Linked DNA regions of Hordeum vulgare: region 1 is linked to region 2. The links are chromatin contacts, called in public Hi-C maps. All regions are on one chromosome and are shown on one strand. The core of a region is the stretch at or near the end of the contact, and the rest is flanking DNA. Distances in the headings are between cores, read along the strand shown. Region 1 holds the start of LOC123395793. Region 2 overlaps LOC123395271 (formin-like protein 12).

Evidence for each region. Hi-C and Micro-C count contacts between places; a contact is called where the count stands out from the background.
Region 1: a contact with region 2 is called in a Hi-C map of leaf, with 6 times the contacts expected there. The contact joins the promoter of LOC123395793 here to the enhancer-like site in region 2. A contact is called at or near these places in 4 of 6 Hi-C or Micro-C datasets (leaf, seedling and an unstated tissue).

The regions. Positions count from the first base shown.
Region 1 is chr5H:81,812,207-81,818,471 of MorexV3_pseudomolecules_assembly, forward strand. It overlaps LOC123395793, which reads right to left and starts at 3,614. Exons shown (of 18, transcript XM_045090826.1): 1 at 3,501-3,614; 2 at 3,272-3,311; 3 at 3,047-3,120; 4 at 2,326-2,391; 5 at 2,135-2,206; 6 at 1,479-1,551. The coding sequence starts at 3,503.
Region 2 is chr5H:81,493,340-81,499,734 of MorexV3_pseudomolecules_assembly, forward strand. LOC123395271 (formin-like protein 12) reads left to right here. Exons shown (of 18, transcript XM_045090237.1): 4 at 75-3,772; 5 at 3,930-4,053; 6 at 4,745-4,816; 7 at 5,468-5,566; 8 at 5,664-5,705; 9 at 6,006-6,086; 10 at 6,172-6,222; 11 at 6,305-6,386. Among protein-coding and RNA genes, the nearest start is that of LOC123395271, 5.5 kb to the left of the region's middle. Within about 2 kb of position 3,577, at least 1 of the 3 cell types and tissues checked has open chromatin away from gene starts, as enhancers often do. A contact at or near this core is called in leaf, where this site is marked.

The sequences.
Region 1 (6,265 bases), core at 2,364-4,863, 320 kb after region 2:
CTAGAGCGACCAGCTTTGAGTGGTTTTAGAGTTCAGGGATGAAAACTACATTCATGTAATAGTTGCGGGCGAAAAACACAAATTTCCCTTCTTTTAATGAAAACATAGGTTGGACTTGATTTTTTTTTAAAGGAGGATGACCCCCGGCCTCTGCATTTGTGTGATGCATGCAGCCATTTTATTAAATATTCAAAAAGATCTTACAAAGTAATACATCAGTAAGTCTGAAGCCACCATCTTGGCAACATCTGTCACTACTCCTATCCAGTTGATGAAGGGGTGCCGAAAGTCCGAGCCGGATACCAAACAGACCTCGCACCATATCCTAACATCTAAAACCGAAGGCCCCAACCAAGCGGGTATGGGGCACGCACCAGTCTGGCGCACTCTCAGAAGCCACCGCCGTCATCCACCAATCCATCTTCAGAGCAGGTACTGACACATCGACCTTGTCAGGCCTGATGTTGACGCCACCACGGCGCCAGACAACACCACCTCCCTACGCGCGCCATCATCACAGATCCGTCGCCGAGACCCTGTTGCGCCATGCCGCCGATACTCCACGTGGTCGATGTGTGACATGAAACGCCGCTCCATCGCTAAACCGTCCACTGGTCCCTCGAACCAATGCACACCTCCAAGAATGACGCCCCCAAGGGGGGAACGACACCTGAGTGCCGCCATCATCTGATCGATTGATCAAGGATTTCCCCCGAAGGTAGCGGAAGGAGGCGGGAACTTCACCTCGGTGATGCGTCCAAGAAGGAAACCGCCATGGGCATCACCATCACCGGCTCCGGCCACCGGTCGTAGACAAGGTTCTCACCCGGATCTTGTCCCACGAGCATGCATCCAAAATCTTGTGCATCTGTCAGACCACCTTCAAAGCCCCAGATCCGTCGACCACCCGTAGCGGCACTGCCACCGTGGGAGCCTTGGCACACCGGCCACTGTTTGCGTGTGCCACCACTGGAGTTCGGGGGAGGGCTGCATAGTCATGTGATTTTTGTAGCTTGGTCTCCTAGTACACTGCATCTCTTTTTATAGTAGAGAAACTGACCTCGGTGTTAATCAATTTCATCAACTGCATAGTCATGTGATTTTTGTTTCCGTATTGATTGTTATTCTATTTATTTTGACATCCATACTTCGATCAAGATATTGGACACAGAATGCCACTCTTTAAAAAGAAGGAGAGGGGAGTGGGGTGATCAGCTGATGCACACAAAAAAAAAGGTCTTATAGTAAAAAAAGAACAGTAGAACTTCGCCATGATTGGGCAATTGTGAACAGCTCTTAGGCAGTATGAGATAGAGCTGACTAAGAGAAAGAAGTAAGCTGATCTTGCAGCTGTTTTCATTCCTTCATTTAGGTCTCAAACCTATTAAGTAGAAGATCAAGCACTGATCTGATGGATCAAATGCTTTCGGAAATTTTCTGCATTCTGATTACAAAGGTTCTTTCTGAGTGAAGCTTACCTTTGCAAAGATTTCCAAAGAAGAGTGTGTCTTGATCCAATGAAAGATCAACAGCTAGTCGCTTTCCTTGAAGCTGGTAGAGAACAAACAACAAATATATTATTCATGTGAAGATTAATATATGTGATGTAATAAGGATGTTTAATTCCATGATACTGAATAAGAAAGCTTGCGTCTTTCTCTCTAAACCTAACACAAAACTACAAAGGGGGAAAAAAGGTGAACTTGTGACAACATTTTTATGATACTGATAAGGATATAAACAGCTTATTAGATAAGTACAGTCTGTTAAGAACTAGTAATGCATGCAAATTTATGATACTGATAGGTGGAGTGTATAATAACTAACTTGAAATTTCTTTTCTGGTCATGTAATTGAAGAAATTTACCTCACTAACCTCTAAACTTAGCCATTTAAGCCACAATAAAAAGCATGTTGGTTGGTGTCACTAATTTATTTGCAATCATGTCTAGCTCGTATTCTTATAGTATATCATTGAAACAGTACTCTTATAGTAAAGACATCAGTTGATTACTTCCTAGATTCTACTTGAGATTTGAGGAAATGGGGGATTAGAAAGTTTTGAAACATATGTACATACAATGTGTGATACTGAAATTTCTACAGCAATGAAAAAGAAGTTTGGTGTTCTTGCCTCAACCCCATTCTTTTGCCTTTTAGCAATATAAGCACACTCCCTTTCTGCAAATCGCACAAATCCAAATCCCTGAGGAAGTTCGGGAAAAATAATGTTGATAAATTTCCTGATAAAAGGTTCTCAATAGATTACGTCTGAAGAATCGAAACATTTATTGCAATGTCGTAAGAGTTGCAATAAAATCAGACCTTGGAAACACCATTCTGATCCTTCATTATGCGCAAGTCAACAATCTCACCACAGGTAGAAAATATCTGCTGATGAAATGGTCAGTCCAACAAATATGTCGAAATGAAAAAAAAACATGCTTTTTTACACGAATAGACGAAAGTTAACGAACCAACTATGTGACTATTATTAATTTACAATGGAGAAAATATACTTAAAGCTCAGCGGTCCAATAACCAATAATTGAGCAAAAATTCTAACCATTGCAGTACTACATATTTCTGTTATTACTAACTAGAGCACGACAATATCACCTGCAGACAGATTTACCAAGCCACATCCAAAAATTACAGAACCAGTTAAGCTTCTGGTAGATACAAAACATGGTTTAGGTGTGCCAATAGAATTGATTTGGTTGGCATGTCTTACACAACATCCACAGTTAAAATTGGCAAGTAAAGGTGGCATTAGAAGGTTTTCAGATTAACCTACAAACCAGCTGGTCATTCCCAGTTGGACTGCAGAAAACTAACAGGTGGGGATAAACAATACATACTGCCAACACAGTTATTCAGCTAACCATATGCTGTTCCATAACATGGCTTCTACAAATCATCAGGAATGTAAGCATTTCAGGTATTAATCCGTCCTTATTGCAGTACACCGTTCCTGAATTTTCATAATACCAACAAGCAACACCTCATACGCAGGTGGGTGTTGATGGCTGTAGACATGACCAACCTCTCGGAGCGTCCCCTCCGTCGCCGACCGCGGCAACCCGCCGACGAACACCTCGGCGCCTTTCACTCGCCGGTCTGCACACATACACCAGCACGCCATCCAATGCACGCGCGCAAGCGCACATCCACAACCGGAATCAGATCCCAAAATCCCAGAACAGATTCGCTCGAGCGAGCTTATCCGCAACAGGCTAGGCGAAATACAAAATAAGCCCAGCAGCCTCACCTTGCTCGTCGTAATCCCCATGCGACGCCGCCCTCCTGTCCTGAAATCCCCAGGAAAAAAGAAAATCAGAGACGAGGTTATCCCGGCGAAACCTGCACCGAACCGAGCGCCGCGACGACCGGGCGGGCCTCCGGCGCCGCGCGGCGTCGAATCCGGCCGCGCCTGCGCGAAAGGAATCGAGGAACGCGGCGGGAATTCACGGGTTCGGGGAGTGGGTTCCGAGTAGTACCATTTTTGGCTCTTCTCTTCTTCAGCCGAGACGACACGCACAACAGAGCGCAGGGAGCTTTCTCCTTTCCCCTTTATATTTTGCCCGAATTATCTATCGGTTCGCCTTTTTCTTTCAGAGAGAGAGAGAGACGGCTGTGGTTTTATAACCAGCCGGCCCCGCGCGGCCTGGCATGTCGGAAAGCGTACCGTCCGGCCCGTCTCGGCAAGGTTACAGGTGTGGGCCTCCGTTCTTTTGTTTTATTTTTCAAAGAATGAGAGATGTTTTTTTTAGCTGCAAATGAGAGATGTTTGTATCAAATGTTGAAGTGTAATGAACAAGAGCAATGCACCCCCCCCCCTAAAAAAAGCAATGTACAATGTTTTAAGCTTCATTCCTCCTATTTATACAACGGCAAGGGACACGATGATTATGTATGTGCTTAGAGAGGCATATGGGCGCAAAATAGTTTCGAATGGAGCCGCCATATGGGGGACTCCATCCAACTATGAACTAACGCACACCCACTACGCTTAAGGTGCCCAATTAGTTGTTAGTTGTCTTCCCTTTTTTATTTCTATTTTGATTTTCGGTATATGGTTAAATGAAGCCATTATTTTTAAACAAAATTCAAATCAATTCCTAGATTTCAAAAAATCAAAATGATTCTCATAGCCACATAAAAATGGTACATATTTTTTTATTGAATATTCATTTACTGTGGTGACTCGTTAGTGTTCCACATAGGATTGCAATGCAATTCATAGATATTCACCCATGTTTTTTTTAAATTAGTCATATTTCAATCATTTCAAAACCAATCCAAAGACATTTCACAGATATCACATTTCACACAATTTTCAAATGTTTGGTAATATTTTACAACTTTAATTCATAACTGTTCACACACATTCTAGTTATTCCAGACATATGTCAACCAATTTCAATTATATTAATCAATTTCAAAAAAAATTCCACACGCATTTCACAATGATTTCAATTTTTTCTAACATGCTTCAATTGTATGATGGATTTCAAAAGTATTTAACATGTGGTTTCATGACAGTTTCAAATTTTCATACTTTTTTCATTATATCATTTTATTTAGATAACATTCCTCCCTCAATTTAACAAGAATATCAGTGTTTCACCATTTTTTTATATTTTGGTCATGTATAAATAATATGTGTTCTTGATATTATTTTAAACTTCCTGAAGTCTTTAGAAAGATCTTTTTGGGTGAAAATATTTTTCTATTCATTTATATAATGTATTAGTTTGGGTATTTTTGTGAATATTCCTAAAAAATGATATATGTAGTTCATACGCCTCAAATGTATCCATATCTTTTGTTATGTTTATTTACACATAGTTTTGACAAAGTGCTCATGCTGAAAGAATGTTCACTCGGTGGAGGTGTTAACACAACTCATGCATGCATGCAGGGGAGGTACATGGTGACATTAGTGCTTTCAATGGTACTTCACAAACTTTAAAGTGTTTAACTGTTAAATTGTGTATCCGGTTTATGATTTTTCTCCACTGTCACCTTTGTCTTGACCAAAGCTTGGATACTAGATCTCATATGTGTAGGTTATGGTGAAAATAGTCATATTAAAAGTTGACATGTAGTCATTAATACAATTGCCATGGTACTGGTATAAAGTTGCCACTTGGTAACTTTCATGCAAACATGGTTGAACTTTGATATAAACACGATGGAACTTTGACACGAACACAATGTCAACTTTGTTTATTGTGGGGTTACATGAGATTGATAATGTATTTGGCAACTGATTGCATGGAATTGATCACTCGTCTAGAACTCTTATGAGGGTGGGAGCGCTTGTCGTTATTTGGTCGCTTTGGTTATATATAAATGATAAGGTTTTTAATGATAAAGGTACTTCTCTTATGTAGGTTATCTTCAGATGTACGAGACTCTTTGTTTATGGTCCTCTCTACAACGCGTGGATAATGGAGACCTATTTATGGAGGTGTGTACACGATTAGAGGCTATGACGAAGGATACTTTTACCCAACATAGGTGACAACATGATCTTAGGATTGCCCCCCCTACGTTGTAGGCATTTATACGGAATCTACGTGATTCTTTGTATTTCACCTTTTTATTTATCGCTTATGTGCGAGCACATTTTTTGCCTATGTGCATCTTAGTTATGCATAGGCCGAGTGTAATACTTAAATCTTTTAAGTAATAAAGTGCCCCTTTTCAAAAGAAAATGTGTGTGAAGGATATAAATATTTTTCGAGTACCAGATCACCGAAAACAAATTGCGATGAGGGATGACCGGGAGACCTAGGGGGCAAATGGGCCAAAGATGGAGCCGGAGGCCACACACACACACAAGTTTTTCTTAAGAAAATGCAGAAGACTAGCATTTCGATGCATTGTAGAAAGAAAAGCTTGTACAAGTCCTAAGAAGGGAAATACTGGGAGAATATAACTCGACACCCCTAGCCACTAGACACGAATCCCAGGAAGCAGAACAGAAGAAACATAAATAAAATGTTGAAGTTGCATGCACACCCAAACAGTTAAAGCAGCTGGCAGTTTGATATGTGAATGGGATCATGTGCGATTGTGTATCCATAACAAACATAAAAAACTATGCGCCCTAGGTTTGGGGGCACCACATGGGCGTGTGGGGCCCACATGGCTCCCCCTAGTGCCTCTTCGCCCCGACGGCTTTATATACTACACACACACGCCAAAAAAAATTAATATACATATATTTGTGTCGTTATTTCATCGAAAATCGAGG
Region 2 (6,395 bases), core at 2,327-4,826:
CTTTTTTCTTACATGTCTGGGGCAACTTATTATCAAATCGATTAGTGTTAATTGTAAGTGCATGCCTGAACCAGGTACTCTTTTCAGAGTTTGATGCTGAATCTGATGCGTCTTCCGAAATTGCATCCAATGATGATGATGATGATGATGACGACGACTGTGGTGATGAGATAGAAGTTGGCTCTACTGATGAGTTCTTTGAAGCAGAAGAAATCTTCAGTAATCCTGACTCACATGATGGACACAGGGATGCTGATTTTCGTTCCATAGCTTCTTCAGATCGTACTTCAAGCGCTGAAGCCAGGAAAATCTCACCATTTTCCAGTCTTGAGCTGAGCAATGATGATATTGATGGATCACCAGAAAGTAAAACTGATGACATGAATATGTCATTTGGAGTACTAAATGATGAAAATGCATGCACATCTGTTGACACCAATATTATGCTTGGAGATATAACCAGAGTAGTGTCAAGTTTGGAAAGTACAACAGATGGAGGCAGAGACAGCAGCAATTCGAGTTCTGCTACGTACATAGATAAAGATGATGGCTGCACAGTTGAAAACAGCGATTCAAGGCAGGACAGGACAGTGGATCCCAAGCAAGACTTGAGTCATACTGATAATGTGCTGGTCAAAGAGGTGATTATATTGGAAACCAATAGTCCAAAGGACATTCAGATGATCAAAGAAGTAATCATATCTGAAGTCACCACTCCAAAACAAGTGCTGGAGGGCGAGATTGAATTAGGCAATGCAGTCCACAATTCAGAAAGCATCATATTGACAGAGGCTGATGGTACTGAAGGACTTAACATTGACATTGTTCTCAAACAGGATGAGGGAGGTAGTCCAGGAGAAGAATGTGTTACTTCTGCCAATGGCACCAAACAAGAAAACGACAGTAACACAGATCAACCTAGCATCAGTGACACAAACGTACTGGTGATTGAGCCCACAGATGAGAATAACAGGGTGGAGCCTCCACTGTTAGGGAGACCACACCTGCAGAGCACAAGTGCTACCTTGATTTTAAGTTCTGGTGAGCAAAAGATTAAGCAGTCTGATGCTTCCAATAACAATGGAACTGCAGAACAAACAGAGGGAACTGAAGCTTCAGTATCCAACTCGACAGGCCAACCTTCGAATATTTCTTCTGTGAATATGCTACCTGAAGGGTTTAGCCTGGAAGCAAATGGCGCTCTAACTCATGCCAGTGCAAGTACAATTACAGCTGACTCGTCTCGACTGGCGCTAAAGAAAAAATCTTTTCTTCCTTTGTCAACACAACGTATTTTTGCTCCATATTCTCCCAGGCGTAATGTGCTCCGTTCAGCATCGACAGATTTATCCTTTCTATCTCCATTGCAAAGAGAATTTGATCAGAATTCTGTTCCTTCTACAAGCGGAAGGGATGTTGTTGCTACAACCTCAGTGTCTCCACCGCCCCCATCCTCTACATCTCTGAGATCATCGGAAGTATCATCTCTAGTAAATCCCCCTCTACGACCAATCAAAACTTTTTCATCTCTACCTTCATCTTCATTGGAAGCATATATAGAGATGTCAACTTCTTATTCTCCATTATCACATGCCAACCATCAACATCATGTTAACCCTCATCCTCCCTTGATACCATCACCACCACCTCGACAACCTTACCCAGCAAAGACACATGGAAAAGATTTACATCCGGGTAGTCTATCTTTTCCTGTTTTGCCTGCTCCCAACAGGTACCCTCCAGCACCACCCCCACCTCCTCCTTCACATACTTTTTGCACTCAAAATAATTCAAGCACCTCAATATCTCATCATGCACAAAGAAGAGAAAAAGGGTCTTGCTCCTCTAGTCCTCACAGACAAACTATTCTCAACCTAGATTTTTCCTCTCTAACTTTACCATCCGAAAGTAGTATACTGATGACAGACTTTCTCTTAGGAGCCTCTGATTTTATAGACACAGAAGTAGCAAACAGAAGAAATATACGAACTGACATGGATGTTCCAACTACCAGTGAAGATGCAAAGTATTTCTTTCAGATGCCTCATTCTTTATCTCCCAAAACTTCTCAACATAGTACACCACAGCCTCCACCTCTGCCTCCTCTACTGCCACAACCACCATTGCCAATTACATGTAATGATAGTGAATCGGTAGCACTTGTAAGATCAAAGTCTTCTTCAGATTGTTCATATAAAGAAGCAGCAACACCACCAGGAAAACAACCCCCCTCTCCTCCACTTCTTGGAGCAAACGATCCTTCAAGTTCGGAATTTAAAGAGGAAGTACCTCATGAACAGCCTTTAGATCCTCCTTTGGAAGCATGCAAGGAATCCTCGCGGCATGAACTGATCAATGAAACCCCACCCTCCACAGTTCATATAAAAGAACATGGAGCCATTCCAACCCCACCACATCCACCCAGCTGGCATAGGGGGATTTCACCTGTTGGAGCCATTCCAACACCACCTGCAGCCCCGCCTTTGCCACCACACTTGTCTCCGCTGCCATCTCCACAACCTTCAGTTACACCCTCAACACAATCCTTGTCATCTCCCCATTTACCTCAATCACCAGCTCTTCATATAAATGATACATCATCCCCGTCTGCACCACCACCATCTCCACCTCCGCCTAGAGAGCATGAAGTAGTTTGCCCTTTGCCTCCAATTTCACCTAAAAGGCATGATATACCCTCACCTCCACCACCACCACCACCTCCTTTTGGACACCATCAAGCACTTTTGCCTCCTTCCATTTCCCAGGATCATGTAATAGCTCCACCTCCACCTCTAACAAGGGATGCTGGAATTCCGCTGCCACCACCACCTCCACCTAGAGAAAGCACTGGGAATTTCCCTCCTTGTGATATTGAAGGAAGCCCGTCTCCAACCCTACTAGAATGTCAAGTTAGAGCTCCAATTCCGCCACCACCTCCTTTTTGTGAAGGAAAGGAAATAATTCCACCTCCACTTTCTTCTGAAGTAAATATAAGAACTCCACTGCCTTCTCTTATTGGAGGACCAAAAGGAACTCCACTACAAGATGGAGCTCCACCTCCAACACCACCTCTTGGACCACCGCCACCACCTGCTGTAGCATGTGGAGTGCCTCCACCGCCGCCGCCGCTTCCCGGAGGATACGAAGGGGTGCCTCCACCACCTCCCCCGCTAGCTCCTGGTGCACATAGTGGAGCTCCACCGCCGCCACCACTTCCCGGAGGATACGAAGTGGCACCTGCACCTCCTCCGCCACCCCCTGGAGCTTATGGAGGGGCTCCGCCGCCGCCGCCTCCTCCCGGAGGATATGGAGGGGCACCTCCACCTGGAGGAGTTCCACCGCCACCACCGCCTATTGGAGGGGGGCTAGGAGGTACTCCATCCCCTCCACCTCCCGCAGGATTTCGAGGTGGAGCTCCGTGTCCTCCACCTCCTCCCGGAGGATATGGCGGGGCTCCGCCACCACCTCCTCCTAGAGGGCATGGAGGAGTAGGTGGCCCCCCTCCCCCTCCAGGTGCGCCTGCTCCTCCAATGCCCCCTGGAATACCTGGTGGCCCCCCTCCACCCCCTGGAATACCTGGTGGCCCCCCTCCACCTCCTGGTGGACGAGGTGGCCCCCCTCCACCTGGCGCAAGAGGTCTTCGTTCCTTGGGTGCAACCTCACTTACTGTAGCACGGAAGTCATCTCTAAAACCACTGCACTGGGTCAAAGTAACAAGAGCAATGCAGGGAAGCTTATGGGCAGAAATTCAAAAGCAAGCAGATGCTAATAGGTACCCTCTGTTATTTCAGCTGCTTGTTTGCCAGACGATATGAATTCTCGTAGAATGCTCTGATGATCAAATGTCGCTATCAGCTCAGTTCTCGCAAAATATGTTAAAATGATAAAGTTCATTCTTGTTCAACTAACTGATGGTGCCATCTATGCAGCAATTCCGAGTTTGATGTGAATGAACTGGCGTCTCTTTTTACTATTGCTCCAAAGGCAAAAGGCGGCGCGAAAACAGAAGGGGCTGGAAAATCTCTTGGTTCGAAAACCGATAAAATTCACCTGGTAACTTCAACAATTTCAAATACTAAGCAAAAGCGCCGCCAGCGTTCCGTCTCATCTAGCTAGGCTATGCCACTGAATTATTTAGTGGCATCAAAGTTTATGGTGCATAGCATGCCAGCATCATGATATTTTGTACTTTTTCTTCATTAAAAGAACTCTGTAATATCCTTTCAGGGGACACATCTTTACAACGCAGACAGAGTGCAGTACTCTATTCAATTTCATAGTATGTTAATTACTCTAGGTTTAAACAAGCATTGTAAGATGCTTGCTCTTTAATATATGATATATCACATGTAAGGTCATGCATGAAAGTAGTGCAAAATTACCTCCTCCCAAGTTACAATGTGAGAGAACCGAGCTTAGCTCAGTTCGCTTGGCGCTGGAGTTTGCAGCCAGCCCGCCGGTGTTCGAGCTTCGGCTCTAACACTCGGTGCTCACGGAGTTTTCTTCTATAAAAAATGCCAACAGGCTAGTCTAGCCCGGGTTGGTCTCATTAATTTAAGTTACAATGTGAGACTGAAGTCATAGTAAAGTTGATAACATGCAAGTTACGACGGCCTTTCTCATGAACTAAACTTACTGTAAGGAAAGAGCGTGGGTGGTGTTTTCTTTCTGACAACATAACTTGTGTCCCTCTGGTGCAAATAAAACGCTGAAAGTTTTGTTGGTGTCCTTGAAAAATCCACAGATGGATATACGGCGGGCAAATAACACAGAGATCATGTTGACAAAAATCAAAATGCCACTCTCCGATATGATGGTAAGTATCTCCCTACTAGTTGTCGTCTGTGTTTGTGGAGAACATGCAAACAGCACATGCTCATATAATTTCATTGAGTAGAGAGCAAACATACGTACAAGAAAGGGAGCTTAGTGGCAAAGCCAGTTAGACAAACACCACAAGTGACCCTGGTAGCAAAGAGGTCACATACTGTCATTCGAAGGGCAATCCTGTTGATTGCTCAATTTCTTTCTAAGTAGTGTAGAAGATCCAGCATAGCTTGTTTTCATCAGTTTTATTTAAGTGTTTCGAAGATTGGGTATTAATAACTCAAATAAATTATCAATGAGTTTTAGGGGGAAAATTTGCCACTGGGTTCTTTCACCTGAAAAATTGCTTGGAGGTCCTTGGCATATTTGTTTTTCAGAATCACATTATTTTGATGTACTTGAGAACTCAGTTCATGGCTAAGCTGCTTCAGTTTTTTAAACATCTCCTTATATTTTATGTGAAGTTTGCACCAAATTAATTCTGGCTTGTTAGTTAGTTGGGTCAAGAATAATAATAATAATTATTATTATAAATCTTTTTTCTTGTTCATAATTAAGTCACATGACTGTATATCAGATTTTTTATATAGTAATTGTACTTTCTCTACCTATATGTCTTTAATTTCTTTACTTATAATAGAGTGCTGCTCTGGCTTTGGACGATTCAGTTTTAGACGCTGATCAGGTTGAAAATCTCATAAAGTTTTGCCCAACAAAAGAGGAAATGGAGCTTCTAAAGGTTGTTTCCAAACTAACACTTCCTTGAATTTTTCCATTGCCCCTAGTGTAATCATGAACAATTTTTTTTCTATGTATTTTGTAAATTTGGCTGGCAGAACTTCACAGGAGATAAGGAAACTCTTGGAAAGTGTGAACAGGTAAATCTATATCTTTTGGCTTACACACACTGCTCTCATGCAAATATCATGTTTTATCTAAGTTACCTGCTTATCACATACTCCCTCCGTCCCAAAATAAGTGTCGCTGTTTTAGTACAAAATTTGTACTAACTTAGTATAAAATTTGCGTCACTTATTTTGGGACAGAGGGAGTAATTTATAGCTTCCTTCTCTTAGAAATTTCTCTGGTCATATTTTATCTCAATTGAAGTTTTAAATGGCATTTTACATTTGTACCTCAATTTACCTTATTATTTGTCTTTTTCCTATAATATGCAGTTCTTTCTAGAATTGATGAAGGTGCCAAGGATTGAATCTAAGTTTAGGATATTTGCTTTCAAGATTCAGTTCCAGACACAGGTCATACACTGTTAAGTTTTAGAGATTAAGGTCATTTGTGTTGTTCATGGCTTTCTCACTCTCCACTTATTTATTTCCTGCTTAGATTAGGGATGTTAGAAAGAATTTGCTGACCGTGGCATCGGCTTGTGAGGAGGTAAACATTCTAACAACTAAGGTTTTTCACTTTCAGTATTCATGTTTAGCACGCGAGAACTCATTTCTGATGTGCCAATCAGCTCAGAGGCTCTGAGAAGCTGAAGGTGATCATGAAGAACATTCTGTTAATTGGGAACACATTAAATGAAGGGACACCAAGAGGTAATGTCT